2 separate regions of the Mus musculus genome follow, and region 2 is linked to region 1. The links are chromatin contacts, called in public HiChIP or PLAC-seq maps. All regions are on one chromosome and are shown on one strand. Each heading gives the region's core, a stretch centred on a gene start, on an enhancer-like site or on the middle of the called end of the contact. The rest is flanking DNA. Distances are from core to core; before and after follow the strand shown. Region 1 has its middle 30 kb from the start of Gm32954. Region 2 has its middle 30 kb from the start of Gm10494.

Region 1 (2,868 bases), core at 41-2,540:
CAGAGTCGCTGCATAGGATAGCAAGGAGAGCTCCTTCAAAGTGAAACAGACAATGTGTCTCAAGGGACTCAAAGAATCCTACTATCAACAAGGAAACTCCAATAGATTCCCTCAAGCTTTTCATCGACAGCCAGAGAATTGTAGCTAAGACAGAAAACAGTAAATGGAGGAAGTCGATGTGATTGGAAATGAGGGGTAGATGGGTGGTTCAGATATTCCTTTAGTTTTTTCCTTTCCTTTGAAGTGTTTATTTTTTATTTTAATTTAGGTATTTTATTTAATATTCATACATGCATATAATGCGCCTGGATCAGACCCATTGCCTAGTCCCTTCTCTCCAATCCATCCCTTACCAACACTTTCCCTCCCAATGCCATGTTCTCTCTTTCTCTTTGAGACAAGGTCTCTATGTAGACCAGGCTAGCCTTGAAGTCATAGAGATCTGTCTGCCTCTGCCTCCTGAGTTCCGGGATTAAAGGCATGTACTCCTACACCTAGCTCTCCTTTTCTTAATGGACACTTGAAGCTCCCTGTTTATGCATGGGTGTGGAACATCTAGTGGGGCATAGGAAGTGTCTTAGAGCCCTTATCCTTTCTCTTCCCCAGTAATTCTCAAATGCCAGGAGTTCCTCAGGTGGAGGTAGACCCTTAGGGTCCCTTTCCCTCTAGCCTGGGATTTTGGCTGGCTTGCTCTTGTATAATTCTTGTTTGTACAGTCCCAGTGGCTGTGAATTCATAAGTGCAATGGTCCTTACTACTCTGTTTTTTATACCCAGAGGGTACAGACCCAGGAGCCTCAAGGCCACTCTGATTCTCTAGCTTGTCTCAGTGATGTGGCCTTGAGGATCTCGGCACTCTGTGTTCAGGAATGTATTTGGGAAATTATCATCCTGATGATAATCTTTTACAGATATCAAACTTGTATTTAGTTATATGGATGAGCCCATCACAAGGAATAGTGGCACCTAATTTTAGTGCCCCTGTTTACTGGTCTGTGATTTTATTCACATCCATAGAGGAAAAACAACAGGGTAAGGTGTTTAGTGGAAGCATCCCAGTGGGTTATTTTGTAGTGAATGAAAGGAAGGCAGAGGAAGAGTTCAGCAAACCAAGATGACTTGCTGAGGCTACACTGGTGCTGACCTGGAGGAGAGCAGTCACATTTACACACGGAGGCAGCAGTTATTTGCATCCCAGACTGCTTCTTTGTTAGTGCCAGCCTGCAGTAAGTGGGGAGGAAATGCACAATGGAAAATGCTCTGTTTCTGATTCACACCATTGGACGCTGTATTCCATTCTCGTGGAATGCAGGTTTTGGAAATTCCACAAGTGTACCCTCATCTCGAGAATGTAAAAGGCGGTTTTATGTGGATATCAAGCACATAGATCATCGAAATTGGTATTTGAGGTTTGCATACTAGAGGATTTTTTTCTTTTTTTAACTTGAAGCCTGCTTCTTCAGAACTAGAAGGCAACGCCTTGGGATTTTGCAGTTGTTTACATGGTACGTGTGTGTATGTGCCACAGCTCCTTCAAGTGAAAATTATGAAATAAATTTAAATGTGGAGCTGGTAGTGAATCTTTGTTTCTACTCCTACCCTTCATTTTGAACGTCTAGTTTTATCAAGCTTTGGTAATACTAAGGTGCTATTGTTAAAGTACCCTTATCATTTTATACTTACTGACTTGGAAATGGCTAGGAGTAAGTAGTATTGGTATGTAAGTATAAGAACAAGGGAATTTTTATTTAGATTTATCTTTTTATGCATTTTAGTGCTATTTTATAAGATAGAACACACAAATCCATCAGAGTTTTCTACATAAAAATTTGTATTTTTCTTTTTAATATTCAAGACATTTCCATTAGCAAACAAAACATGGCAGCTTCTACTATATAGTGGCTTAGTTCTTTGAAACTGTTCACAATTTCTTTTAAGATTTATTTTAAACTTCTTTAGCCTGTGATTAAATTCTCTTTATATTTCAAGCTACCAAAGTCCCAGCTTCTCTCTCTCTCCCTACCTTCTTTCTCTCTCTTGCTCCTTCCTTTTATTGCGCACTTCCAGATTTTAGTGACATATCTACATCATTGTCCCAGCCTTCATCCCAGCCACATGGTTTTCCAGAGTCCTGATGTCCATGTCTGTCTTCTAGTGTGAGCGCTGGCCTGTTTTCCAAATGTCCAAATCATAGTTGGACAGGTCTAGAAGTTTAATTGAAGACATACAGGGAGTTCTGTGAAAATGAAAAAAGGCATAGTTCATAGCACAAAGGTGGTACTGTGGCTCAAGGGCCAAACCTCAACTTCTGAATTTTGTGCACCCACCTTAGCTCCCTGCTCTGTCATCTGACATACAGCTCTTTCCCTGAAGGAACTCTAGTCATCCTCCTTCAGAGAATTGGTCTCCTGTTCTCTTCTTAGCAAAAAGTGTCCCACAGTATTGTCAACTTCCTAAAAAGGAAATACCTGCCATGAAAAAGTGTGAGCTCAGTCCTCCAAAGGCTGGTCTCAAATAACTGTCTGAGCTAAGTGGCTCCTGTCCATAGTAAGGGATATAACGTTTTCTCTACTTCTATAAGGCTATAGTCATTCTAAGCATGCATTCCATTTATATTACAGAACAGAAGTCAGTAAGATGGACCATGTCATCTATATCTGAGTTTATGAGAGCTTGCCTTCTCTCCAAGTAAAATAAGAGCATGTGTTTTATATTTGAGAAATCAAAAAGTCCTTTCCGTTCTTTTCCCTCCAAATATAGAATCTGTTTCAAAGAGGATAGAGGGCAGATTTAAGGTTTCAAAATAATGAGGGATAATACTGGGGGAGGGGGAGGTCCCAGTTCTATTGAGTGTTAGTAAATTAGGAAA
Region 2 (2,775 bases), core at 274-2,773, 120 kb after region 1:
TTTCTGTACCTCCCTGGCCAAATTTCTTAACATCATAATCAGATTCCTCTTGTGAGATGGGGTGGCCAAATCTCATGGCTTTGGGGGTTAAGAAGGCTAAGGAAGTAGCTTTGAAATGTTAGTTGTCAGCAGTGAGAAGCAGTCAGAAACTTAACTTGTCCAGGAAGATGGTCAGTTATTCATTCCACTCCTCTCATAACCACAATCTTTCCTGCAGGGGAAAAAGAACACGCCCTTCTCGGACCTTCTCAGCCTCCAGGTCTCGGTTTTATGTAACTTTCTCAGCTAGGTCTATGTCAGCCACTGCCAAGCAGGCGGTGTCTATATTTTTCTTAAGTACATTTCCTGCCATTTAGTTTACAGTCTTGATCAGGATGTGAACTTATTTGTCAGGCTGTTCCTTATCTATGTCCAGCCTCTACTACCCTCCCTGAGGTCAGACCTCTTTCTGCTGTATGCTCTCTCCCTCTCCCTCTCCCTCTCCCTCTCCCTCTCCCTCTCCCTCTCCCTCTCCCTCTCCCTCTCCCTCTCCCTCTCCCTCTCCCTCTCCCTCTCCCTCTCCCTCTCCCTCTCCCTCTCCCTCTCCCTCTCCCTCTCCCTCTCCCTCTCCCTCTTCCCTCCACCTCTCCCCCTCCCTCTCCCCTTCTCCTATCTCTCTCCCTCCCTCTCCCCCTGCCCCTCTCCCCCTCCCTCTGCCCTCCCCCTCTCCCTCTCGCCCCTCTCCCCTCCCCCCCCTCTCTCCCTCCCTCTCCCCCTCCCTCTCTCCCTCTCCCTCTCCCGCTCCCCCTCTCCCCCTCCCCCTCCCCCACTCCCTCTCCCTCTCCTTCTTCTAATATAATTAAGTTTGTGCTACTTATATTTATCATATCTTATATCTTAAGATTCTGAGCTTTTAAAGAATCTGAAATAGCTTGCCTTCCCACCCCCTCCCCCCGGCTGCTTTTCTGCTTGCTTTGGCAGGGGGAAAAAGTGTAATGTTTTATTTTTTTGAACTTACAGAACTCATTAGTATAATTCAAAGAAATGATATTTTAAGATATGGAACTTTATGGATTATTGCTATCAGTACCAGATATTTTCTACTTGCCTCATGAGATAAAATCTCCCAAAAATGTGTTACACTAGCATCCTATTTTTTAGTGAGACAAAGCAAAAGCAACCCACGAATTAACATCAACCATCCCCTGAACTGGGTATCCTCCCAGAACTGAACCGCAGTGTTCTTGAAGATACACCAAATGTTAGGTTAGTAACATGTTTGACATCTACATATGTGGGGGGAGACAAGCATGCCGAAAACCTGTAATTGAATAGCATTAATAGTAACTGTTGAACTGAAAAAGAAAAAGAATTTACATTTAAACATAGTAGTTGGTAGGCACATAAATAGCATTGGAAATAGTTATATACAAATTTCAGAAAATTTCCTCATTTCCCTGTTGACTTTGGCCAAGGTAACTGAAGAGATTCCATAAAGATGACATCTCATCCCAATCCTATTATCTTGAGCAATTTCAGTGGTCAGCTAATTGTCTAGTTCCTGTTATTAGTCAGGGTTCATACGAGCCAGTATGGTTTTCCAGAACTGACTACCTCCTAAAAGACAGAAAACCCAATAGCTACCTCTCTTGACAAACTAGAGGTAATTGCATACAACAGCCTTGTAGAAAGCATAGAAAAGTCCCCCAAAACTTTCTTGGTTTGGATCCCAACAGGTCCAATCTGACCTTAGATATTTTTTTTAGAACTACTGACAGCAGAAATTTGTAAATGATGGCCTTTCTCATGGCATCCACCAAGTATCCCTCAAATGAAGATTGTTTAGTGGCATTGACTTGAAAAAAAATTTTTTTAAATATGTTGAAGACTACACTTTCCCTGCTCAAAATGGTCCAGCATCAATGTCATTAGTTTTCTTAGTCAGAACCTGAAGCCGTCCCATATCTAGTGACTCAGAGACTGGTAGCTAAGACCTGACGGAGCTGCAAGCATGCTAAAAGATGAGAATCATTAATGGATCTTGTAGATTCTCCAAAGAAGCCTTGGTGAAAAGAAGTCTGGAAAATGTGCACTCAGGGAGGACAACAATGGTCACTGAGTCATGCCTCAGCCATCACTGTGTGTAGGAAAGTCAGCCTATGACATATTTGTTAAGTAATGGAGTGGATAAAATGAGAGACTAGAAGACTTTGTGGTAGATGACATCTTGTGGCATACAAGTCCTGCTTTACTCCTTCATCTTCCTGCCTTCTCTCACGTACTAAGTCACATGGGACCAGATATGAGAGGTCTAGACTTGCGTCTTAACTCTGCTTTTCTTAGTGTTGGAGAAGTTGCTCTGGGTTTCTACCTGTTTCTCAATCAGAGGTAAAAAACAAAACAAAACCAGGGTATTTTATTATAGATGTCAGAAGCTAGAAAGGGTCTCTTGGAGGTGGGAGGAGAAGAACCCCTAAGCTAGGTAAGGGATAATTGAATGCATGTAATATGAAAGTAGATGGGGGAGGTGTAAACACTGAGAGTAGAAAGGTTTAGTTAGGGATGGGAATACGCGGATGAGGAGTGTATAGAGAAAGGTCTAACCAATGCTAAAGATGTGTAAAAAGTCTTATGGAAACTCACTACTTTGTACAGTAATTAGAAATGTAGAATTTTTTAAAGGAATCTAAATAAAGTTACTCTGTATGGCTGGCTAATGCTTCTCTCAAAGGCCACGGGGTGGTAAGCAAAGATCCCAGTACCAGGAGTGAAATACCTCCCTATGGATTTGCTGAT

The links. HiChIP or PLAC-seq counts read pairs in DNA pulled down with a chosen protein or histone mark.
Region 2: a contact with region 1 is called in an H3K27ac HiChIP or PLAC-seq map of the NIH/3T3 cell line, with 2.9 times the contacts expected there. The contact joins two enhancer-like sites. A contact is called at or near these places in 1 of 15 datasets of contacts at CTCF or cohesin (the NIH/3T3 cell line), 1 of 484 Hi-C or Micro-C datasets (embryonic fibroblasts) and 3 of 115 datasets of contacts at active chromatin or transcription factors (the NIH/3T3 cell line, embryonic fibroblasts and embryonic stem cells).

What each region holds. Positions count from the first base shown.
Region 1 is chr17:79,420,536-79,423,403 of GRCm38.p6, forward strand. No RefSeq gene overlaps it. Among named protein-coding and RNA genes, the nearest start is that of Gm32954, 30 kb to the right of the region's middle. Within about 2 kb of position 1,291, at least 18 of the 459 cell types and tissues checked have an H3K27ac peak or open chromatin away from gene starts, as enhancers often do. A contact at or near this core is called in the NIH/3T3 cell line and embryonic fibroblasts, where this site is marked.
Region 2 is chr17:79,538,723-79,541,497 of GRCm38.p6, forward strand. No RefSeq gene overlaps it. Among named protein-coding and RNA genes, the nearest start is that of Gm10494, 30 kb to the left of the region's middle. Within about 2 kb of position 1,524, at least 23 of the 459 cell types and tissues checked have an H3K27ac peak or open chromatin away from gene starts, as enhancers often do. A contact at or near this core is called in the NIH/3T3 cell line and embryonic fibroblasts, where this site is marked.